Linked DNA regions of Mus musculus: region 1 is linked to region 2. A link is a contact called in public Hi-C data. All regions are on one chromosome and are shown on one strand. Each heading gives the region's core, a stretch centred on a gene start, on an enhancer-like site or on the middle of the called end of the contact. The rest is flanking DNA. Distances are from core to core; before and after follow the strand shown. Region 1 overlaps Gm17767 (predicted gene, 17767). Region 2 has its middle 74 kb from the start of Cavin2.

Evidence for each region. A called contact is a pair of places that touch in the nucleus more often than the background predicts.
Region 1: a contact with region 2 is called in a Hi-C map of the N1E-115 cell line, with 4 times the contacts expected there. The contact joins two enhancer-like sites. A contact is called at or near these places in 1 of 15 datasets of contacts at CTCF or cohesin (the NIH/3T3 cell line) and 2 of 484 Hi-C or Micro-C datasets (the N1E-115 cell line and embryonic stem cells).

Annotation. Positions count from the first base shown.
Region 1 is chr1:51,590,999-51,595,771 of GRCm38.p6, reverse strand. The region is part of intron 1 of Gm17767 (predicted gene, 17767); the gene reads left to right. Among named protein-coding and RNA genes, the nearest start is that of Gm17767, 3.3 kb to the left of the region's middle. Within about 2 kb of position 3,246, at least 20 of the 459 cell types and tissues checked have an H3K27ac peak or open chromatin away from gene starts, as enhancers often do. A contact at or near this core is called in the N1E-115 cell line, where this site is marked.
Region 2 is chr1:51,212,749-51,218,138 of GRCm38.p6, reverse strand. No RefSeq gene overlaps it. Among named protein-coding and RNA genes, the nearest start is that of Cavin2, 74 kb to the left of the region's middle. Within about 2 kb of position 1,253, at least 56 of the 459 cell types and tissues checked have an H3K27ac peak or open chromatin away from gene starts, as enhancers often do. A contact at or near this core is called in the N1E-115 cell line, where this site is marked.

The DNA of each region.
Region 1 (4,773 bases), core at 1,997-4,496, 380 kb before region 2:
ATGTGTTTTCATCTCCACTGGGTGTGACTATGTGAATGCTGTGGCCAAGAGGCCAGCAGTGTCAGAACCCCTTGAGTTGGAGTTACAAGTGTTTGTGAGCTGCTCAACTGGGGTGATGGGAACTGGACCTGGGTCCTCTGAAAGAACAGTATGTGCTCGTAACTACTGAGCTGTCTCTCCAGCTCCCGTATATTTCTAAGTAATCTTTGAGATTATTATTCTTTTCATCAAACTATAGGGCTCATCAGGATTCATAAGAGAGTGGGAAGTCCCAGCTGTTGGGATTTGGATTCTTCTTCTACTGTTTTTTTTTTTTTTTTCCCTAAGAAAGTCTTTACTGTAACCAAGGCTGCATGTTCTATGAACTAGGAAAGGATGAGAGGAGAAACAAGAGCCATGGCGATGGTCTAGAGTCTAATTAATACTGCCTCCGGCTTCTATGTCATTAGCAGTGCTCTTCTTTAATAAGTGGCAGAGATAAGATTTTTATTGAACTGATGATCTTTTATGGAGTTGGAAAATGGGAAGGCAGTAATAAGCGGGGGTGGGTGTTGTGCAAATGCATGCCTTCCAAGGACCAGTCAGATGGAGCAGACTCCCGCATCGGGCAGTGAGGCCTAGACCGAAGTAAGTGCATCTAAAGCCAGCCAGATCAAACTGGTGGCCACAGGCACAATCCAGTCATAGCATGTGTTCTGTGATATGCCAAGGTAACTGCGTCCACACAGGCAAGTGGCCCCAGTCTGATGAGAGATAGTCTGAGGAGAGTTTGTATGTGGAGGGAACCATGTTCTAATTTCAGTGCCCTGGAGGATCTTCAGAGCTGCTCGGATAAATTTAGGTTGTGTCTCTTTAATTACCATGTTACCATCAGGACCCCATTACTTCCTCTGAATGATGACTTTGTTCATTTTTCACTTAAGGGTAATGAACTGCTTGCTTAATCTAGTTCCGTCATTCAACTTTGTCCCAAGGAGGTTCTTTATAGACAATTTCCATTTTAATCAGAAGTGAATGGGACTGTCGCCTTTAAAGTGGACCAACTGTGGGCTTACTAGGAATCTTATCAACTTTGATCTTTATCCAATTTAACTTTCTGCCAGTGCTTCTAGTAAAGTTCTTTAGCCTGAAGAAAGCAGAGATCACAGTGTGACAATTCCCTACAGCTCCCCAGCTTGTTGGCTAACTGAGAGGACAGAAGAAAAGAGGCAGACAGTATTGGTTGGTCTCTGTAGCAGGGGAGAGGGAGAGCTGGGAACATTTCCAGAAGAACCCGAAACTAATCCTCAACACGACCGTGTGTTGAGACTTCTTTTGGCTAGCCAAGGTAATATTGGGCAAACGAGGTCTTCCCGGAGTGTTAAGGTCTAAAAGCTTGATGACAGCCTGAGCTGAATGTGATTGGCATGGAGAAGGCCCAGTCGTTGCTCAGCTCTAGAACAAGCCTAACAGCATCTATGGCGATATTGGCAGCCAAAGCTGATGGCTGGGCAGCCAGCAAGGCCTTCTGTTGTTCAGCTTGTGCAGACCACAGCCTGGGCTTTGCTTTTATAGCTTCCAGATTGCTTCTCTGGCCTTTGAAGAGGAGCAGTTAGGATGCCGGCAGACCCTTCTGCGTTTATGCATCCTCTGCTCTGGCCAGGAGCTCCACCTTCTTCCTGTCCTCTGAGTCATCTTCTGCAGTTAGATTTTCCATCCAGCTATCTTTGCAGATCTCCAAACTCCCCCAGCTCCTTGTCTGTTTCCTTTCTTTTCTTTCGATAACTTTGTTGAGACTGAATTGCATAGTAAATGTCACATACTTAAAGTGTAGAGTGTCATAAGGTTTGACGTATGCATTTACTCAGGGAAATTATCAGCTCAATCACATCTCTCGTCCTGAAAGTTTCACAATGCCCCAGGGGGAAAAATCTCTTTATCTTTGCTAGGGTCCTCCTTCTAGGGTTTTATGTAAATGAAAGCTTTTTTTCTCCTTTTTTTTTTTTTCTTGTCTGGTTTATTTCACTCAGCACAAATATTTATAGATTCATCCGCATTGTTGTGTGTAGCTAAGGTTCATTCTTTTTTTATATCTATTGCTGAGAGATGATTAATCCATTTCTATGGATATACCATAATTTTTGTGCTTATATATTGAGCAATCATTTCTTTTATCCTATAAATACATACTTTTAAAATCTGGAAGAGCTTTGCAGATCACTTATGCAAGAATATCATTGTATAGATTGGTTAACTGAGGCCAGGGCACTTGTTTAAGACTTGGTCATGATTTATTGAGTTACAGTAATAAGATAGGCCCTGAGGATACACACTTGTCAAAATGGTTTCTGATATGCTAACCCAGGTAGACTGTGTCCTATGTGGAAGAGGTAAACCAAGTAATTTCCTTTTTAGACAATTAGTGTTATGTTCCAGCCTCCTCAACACTGAGATTTTAGGGATATGACACCACCCCTTTCCCCTAACTAGCTGAAATTACCTGGTTAAATTCATAAGGATTAGGACCCAAGTCAAAATAGTATATATTCAAAAATAGTATATATACTATTTTTGAATTTTAAATTCAGATTGCCTTTCTTTACGCTCTTTCTGTTGTGTCAGATTTCACGTGTCTGACCTGTAACATCAGACAAATAAAATCTGATGCCATCTATATCATGAGTCACTTTGTCATTGGAGAGAAAGTCCATATTCCAGCTCTGGGATTTTGAGCTGCACTAATAGCAAGCCCCTCCCCCTCTTTATTTCCTTTCTGTTGATGTTGGTGTTGTTACCGAAGAATCAGTATGAGAAGCATCAAAGTAAGACAATCCCTTGTGATTAGAATAATTTTACTTTAACAAATAGCCACTCCCCCACCAGAAGCCTTTGACATTGTTGCATTTTAATACAATTTTGCCTAACAGTGTTGTCAGTACTGGTTTCTCTTTCTTAATTTTATGAATCACTACTTCGTAGACTTGAGGTCTTAGTGGCCTCCGACTTTAGATATCCCTGGAGCTAAGCAGTACACACAGAGGCAAGGACACACAGAACAGGATACACAGAGACAAGGGTTCTGAGCGGGGCTGACAGCGACCCCAGATGTTATTCTGGTCATCTTTCTGCTCCCCCTTCTTTCTCTCTCTGTTTTTATTTTTGGTGTTTGGGGAGGAAGCTATTAAGACTAACTTGGTATGTTTCCTGAAAGCTTGACTGGGCATGATACCTCAGCATTTATAACATCAAAGACCTTGGGGTTGTCTTCCTCCAAAACTGAACTCAACCAGGCTGAACCCCAGCTGACATCTACTCGTTGAGAATGCTGCTTCCACTCTGTAGAACTATCTATGAAAAGGGACTAAGGTTGTGAGAGACCAAGAGCCAAGAGGGCATTTGCAAGAGAAGGGGAACACAGCTCCAATGCACTCTGTCAGAACAAACAAAAAATTTAGTTCCCTTTGATAATTTAGGTATTTTCTTGACAGTATTTCCCATATGTCAACTGGGCAATTTAACAGTGTTTGCTACCTTTGAAGACCCAGAATGAAAGCAAGTTTTGTCTCAGTGGATGGAATTAAAGCAGACTTCTTTGAGCATCCTTGGGCAGAGCTGTGGGAGGCTGTGCTACACACTTAGGCCCACTGGACTTCTGGTTACTTCTGGTTATCTTCATTGTGAGCTACAAGCTCTTAAGCATCCTCTGGCACCCCTGTTTACATTTTCAGCGTTAATTGTGGCATGAAGGGCTTTGTCTTTGAGTCACAGGCTTGGTAATGAGACAGAAGATTAGTAATTAGACAGAAGTTCTAATCTGTGCTCACTTAGTGCCTGTGGGCCCTTAGGCGAGTCGTTTAACCTTTTTGAGTCTATTCCTCATCTGTAACTCGGTAATGATGATAATAATGGGCACATTTGTGAGTGGCTGTAGGGATTAGAGATAACATCAATAAACTGCCTGGTGAAGAATGTCAGACTTCCAGGTGTCAGAGGCACGGGGACAGAAACTTTCTGAGCTCTTAGTTCAACTGGCCAGAGGCCAACAGAGCCCATAGGGGTAGGTGGCTGCCCCCTCAGTTTGGCTCTTTCTGTGTTTTGTACTCTCATACTTCATGTCTGCCAAACCTGGCTATTATAGTCATGGACATGGAGGTTTCGGAGCATTCATGAGAATCCTAAAGCTAACCTGGTTGGGTGTTGACTTGAGAAAGGGCTCTGGTAAATTTGCGAGGCTAGCTATTTAAATGTTGCTGTATTTGAGGCACAACTACAGAAAATGTCCATGCACAGAATGATAAGTGGTTTCCACATGTGTGGCAAGGAAATTAATCTCGTTACTTTATGGTCACACTTCTATGACAATACAATTTTCCTTTGCAAAACTGTATATCTGTGTTTATGCACAATATACATGCTCCTTGATGGCTTATTTCTATGCCCAACCAAAAACAAGTACAATAATAACTGTCTCTTTAAAATCCAGCTTGTTATTTTTCACCCGCATTATGACAGAAGCTCTCACTGTGAGTTCTGTTCTCTGGTAATGAGAGACTGTGACAGACATTAACAGAAGAGGCTTCGAGTGGAAGGCTCCCCAGATTTTCTCACGCCTCCCTCCAAATTTGATCTGCTGTAATGTTTGTAGTCTTATTATTATAGTGTTGGAGTGGAGAAGTGTCATATTGAGAAAGAAGAGAGGAATCTAACAATGAGGAAACAGCCGTCAAGACAAATTCAGAAGAAGTGTGCTAATGCTGGGGGAACGTTTAGAGAGTTTGCTCTTGGCATTGTTGC
Region 2 (5,390 bases), core at 4-2,503:
GGAAATTTGAATTGGTGGCTATGTGGCAAAGCACATTGCTTGCCAGTTCAGTGTCCATCACTAATGCTCTCCAACAGGACAATGAAAAATTGGTCCTGAAGCTGGTAGAAAACTGTTTCCACAGTGGAAATAGTTGAAATTACAGAAATAACAAAGTTATACTGCTGAAGAATATCAATGGCAGCTGTGGTGGAGATGCAGTTCTCAAACAGGAAAGCAAGAAAGGAGATGGGGGACTTTGGAGAAAACACATAATGCATATAGCTGATAATTATACTGAGTAGCTTTTGTTACGTGCCCAAATTAAAAAACAAACACCTTCAAAATATATAGCATCACTGGAATCTGGTGTGCGTGTGTATACATGCCTGTGTGTATATGTGTGTATATGATGTGTGCATTTGTGTGTGGGTGTACATGTGTGTACACGCATGCCTGAGTGTGTGTGAGTGTGTGGGTTTGTGTGTGTGCTGGGCAAAGGCTAATATCTAAAAGTGCCTTGGGTCCCGCTTCTTAAACCAAGCAGGGTAAAGGTGACATAATTTATGCATCATCTCATTGTCAGTCTTGGTCTAGTGGTCATTCTCTGCTAGGGAAACTTCTCTTGTAAAGATGAAGAGCAAGCAGTACAGAGAAGGCTCAAGGTTAGAACACAATTAGAACCTCCACCGGCTAGCAACATGCACACTTCCAGTTTAGCCGGTGACCTCAGAGTTGACTCAGACGCATTTACCATAAAACGAGAGATGATTCATTTCTGGTTCAGCTTTAACTTTGGGTCTCTTTCTCTATAACGGATTGCCGGGTGAGCTTGGTTATATTCAGACTCGTAAAGTCTCACACTTCCAGAAAGTGTTTCCATAATCATTCTGCTTAGGCTCTCAGCTGGACAGAGACAAGGGCTCCCATGTGGAGATACTGAATGCTGAAGGCTTATCAGAGCCAAGAGTCCCAACAGGGAGACACTGAAGGCTTATTTGTTTTGTCAAAGGCTTAAGGGATTTTACTGCTCCCCAGCTTAGGCTTCTGGCTTCTCCCTCCCCTATTATTTCCTCTATAGTATGATGAATGTAGAGGTTAATGGATGCAAGGCAAGGGAGTGATCATGGCGGCCATCAGAGATGCTGAAGCATCCCTCATGATTGTTGCTCTCTTATGGGCCCTTGGCAGCCTCTGCCTTGCTGTACCTCTCTACAGCTCCATTTCCTCCACAAACTCCCTGTGTCCTCTCCCTCTGGACAGCCTATTTAGTACTCTGTTTTCTCAAGTGGAGAGAGTGGCTCAACACAGTGTCATGCTGTAATGGAAACTTGGTCCCATGGGTGTCCACTGTCTGTCCCTGAAAGCTTTTTCATCTTGTCCCTTGTTACCCCAGAGAATAATTACTTCAAAGGCCAGTCCTTGTGCCTGGTCTCTCAGTGTATCCCATTACCTCTGGTTTTCTTTGCCAGGCCCAACGGTGATGGCAGAAATCAAATCAGGGCTGCTGGCAGTTTTGCCTGCCTAGGATGTTCAGCCTCTCCACTGCCCCAACATGCTAATGTTCCCTGATTGCAAACCCTGTCATCATCTTCTTTGAATTAGCTGTGCCTCATGAAATGGCTTTGCAGTGCTGGAGTGCTGATGTGGAGTCCTGTTTTAACTGTCTGTCAAAGCCCAGGCTAATGAATTCTATTAGCATATTAGCTTGCCAGCTTTGGGAGCCCAGAAGGAGCTGGGCAGCCAAACACAGTTGGCAGGGCACAGCTGCAGTGCCTCAGAGTGCTCCTTGGCAATTGTTTCACGAGGGACTCCAACAATGTAAATGTGCAGACATAGTGCTTACGGAATTAGAAAGGTTATTCGTTACAATGTTCTTCAGCAGCAGAAGATGGGATGAAAGGTGACACTTTTGTGACTGGGGGGCCTACCTGAGGCATTTTTAAAAAAATAGGATAGTCTTGGGATTGCTCTAAGGCACTCATAAGTTAATCTCGTATTCTGTAGAAAATTATAATATGGAGGCAAGGTATACTTTCCACAAGACATTTTTAAACCTTGAGATGGTTACCTGACATTAAGTAATGTAATCCGTGATGGGCAATGATTGGCATCATGGCTTTGATAAGCAGGCATCAATCTTAGAACTGCTTGTCAAAAGCACTTGGTTGGTTAATGACCATGGTACCACCTTCCCAATCTTATCATCGAAACTTATCTCGTTTGAGTAGCAAAATCAGAACCATTAATACCATTAAAGCTACACCCTGTCTTGTAAATAAAGCCAAGTGCATAGCTCCTCATCATGGACCGTACATGAGTATTTAGGACAGACTTACTCTAAGTGCAGATACCCTGGTTGCTAGGCAACCACCAGTAATGCATATGTCTAATATTCAGTCCTTAAATGGTATGCTTAATGGGTATAATCTTCATTTTAGTTTGAGATTAATTTGAAAGTGTATAACTTGAAATGGTTTATGTTAATAAACTTTAAACTCTGCAACTTGTGGTCTGGATAGATGGCCCAGTGGTTACAAACACATACACATGCTGCTCTTGCAGGGGATCTATCTGTGTATGATTTCCACCATCCCTATCTGACAGCTTACAATGCTTGAAACTCTAGCTCCAGGGAAATCAAACATCTCTGGCCTATGAGGACATGTGTGCTCACATGCACATATTGTGCCCCCAATATAATTAAAAATAATTTTTCAACAAGTTATTAATGCTAAATGAGTCACAGGCCTTGAATTCCAGAAAGGTTTTTCAAAATTGCGTTAACTTGTGATTAGAGCTAGATCATTCTTCCTGTGAAAATAACTTTTGAATAAATTAACAAATTAATTAGGCTTACCCTCAAATTGTTTGTGCAAAACTGTGTGTTTCTGTTGAAGGACTGCACAGAACCAGCAAATATAGTTATGAGGCCAGTAGCTGAAGTCCAGGCTTGGGCTGTTTTCATTAGGAGCTACCCTCTTAAGTAAGATCACATGGAGGGCTAGGAAAATGGCTGACTTGGGAAAGTGCTTTCCCAGAAATATGAGGATTGCAGCATCTGTGTAAAAACTCATGTTAGCCTATAATCCTCAAAATAAAGGAGGGAGCAATAGGGAAAAACACCTACAACAACCTCTGTCTACACACTCTAACACACACACATACCACATACAGAGACACACACATTCTATACACACACAGACTCATACACACATATCACACACACATATGACACAGACACACAGACACACAGAGACACTCACATACAACACACACACCATACACACACTACACACACAGAGAAGAATGAGTGTGTGTGTCTGTGTGTGTGTGTGTGAGAGAGAGAGAGAGAGAGAAGATAGCTACACACACACACACACACACACACACACAGAGAGAGAGAGAGAGAGAGAGAGAGAGAGAGAGAGAGAGACAGTGAGACAGAAAGAGAAGAAATACATAACCAAGTTGGATTTACCTCATTTGATGCAGCAGAGAAATTCTAATAATTATTTTAGAAAGAATCCACAATAATAATAATAGAACATACCTTTTCACTAGAAAACTACTATACTTAATGTGATTTTTAAAAAAAGATTTATTTATTTTATTTATATGAGGGCACTGTAGCTGTCTTCGGACACATCAGAAGAAGGCATTGGATGGGAATCCTTTGTGGTTGCTAGTAATTGAACTCAGAACCTCTGGAAGAAGAGCAGTCAGTGTTCTTAATCCCTGAGCAATCTCTCCAGCCCCTTAATGTGATTTATGATATTATTATAAGTTGTTCGTCCCACCTCTCTTGTTTGCTTATTTGTTTGTTTTAAAGACAGGGTTCTCTGTATAACCACAGTGGTCTGGAACTCATGCTGTAGATCAGACTGGCCTTGAACTCAGAGATTCGCCTGCCTGTCTTTTGAGTGTTGGAGTTAAAGCCATGTGCCACCACTGGCTGGCTTTGTTTATTTTCTTGCTCAAATATTCTCTATCTTTTTCTCTTTCTTTAAAGTAAATACAAGTGATCTGCTCTTTATAGAAAATGCATTTGGTCCACTGTTTATATGGGCCAGTGAGATGAAAATAGGTTATTGGCCATTGTGAATGCTGCTGTGATTCATTACATAGCCCATCTTGCTGTGTCTCTCACCTCCAGCCTCCTGATTCAGATTCCTTTCTTAAGTTAAGCTCCTGAAAGGAACTGAGACCCACCCCCAAGCTGCACTGTGAGATGGTCTAGATTAGCTTACGCAGTGCCACTTATGTTAATTCCAACCCTACTGACTTTGTTCTAGTCATGTCATATACTTATGGCCACAGAGATTGGAGAGAAACAGGAAAAAGTGTGAATTCTGCTCTCCAGTGCAGCCTTGGAATATGATTTGGTTATGTGATGCTTGTAAAAACCTCACTGAAAGCCCACTCATTGCTGAAGGACTGATTTATTCAACTCAGAAACTTAGGGCTTTTTAGGCAAGAAAATGTGTTTTCCCAATTGCATAAGTGGAAATAAAGTGCATTTTTGAAACTTGTGTTACCTTGTCATTACTTTCTTTTTGTTAGACTTATGCAAAGAATGATGTCTATGGTTTCTTACATGTTTTAGAATCTTAGATCATCAACACATTATTGTCCTCTGCTTCAACTGACTGGGTCAACAGCACTTGTAGACATGAAGTGTAGACATTAAGACATGCTTTCACTTGTCCTCAATTATACAATCAGACGAGCCGATTGATTGATTGCTCTGTTCATTAGTCATTTGTAGGCAAGCCTCCCTGCCAGCTACCTAGACACAGGTAAAAAGACGACACAATCCCTATAATCAAAGGGTTTTCAAATAGACCAAGTTACGTATTTTCGTACACACTGGAAATTGCCTTTGACAGGGGTAAAAGAAGATGACAAAGAAATAAGGGAATAAAGAAGGAACTTAATTTATGCTTTTAGCAGTAAGACGTCTTAGTAATTGCATTTCCAAAGAAACTGCATCAGCTTCTTCAGTGTCAGTTTCTCTTTTAAGTGTTTGCAAGCAAGTTGAGTAAATGTAACGGTGCATAGCTGGAAGTCGATTGTGCAACACATGAGTTCATGACCAAGAATGACAGTTCTACGTGGATATTAGAATATTATTCGACCTTCAATTCATGCGCAGACTGCCAATTGGCAGGACCTCAACACACAGATCACTAAAGAGCTCACACGCTGCAGGTGGATGGATAGAATGTACACTAATGGAATCATGATTCCTGCAGTGTCCCCTTCCCATTACAGCCATGACAAATAGTTTACAGTTTCCAAAATAGTAAGTAGGCCATTCTCTATTCTACCTTTGTATGTGCTTCAGCCATTAGTGGGATGATTGACTCAATTTGGTATATTCTTCAAAAGCACTTAAGCCATAAATACCT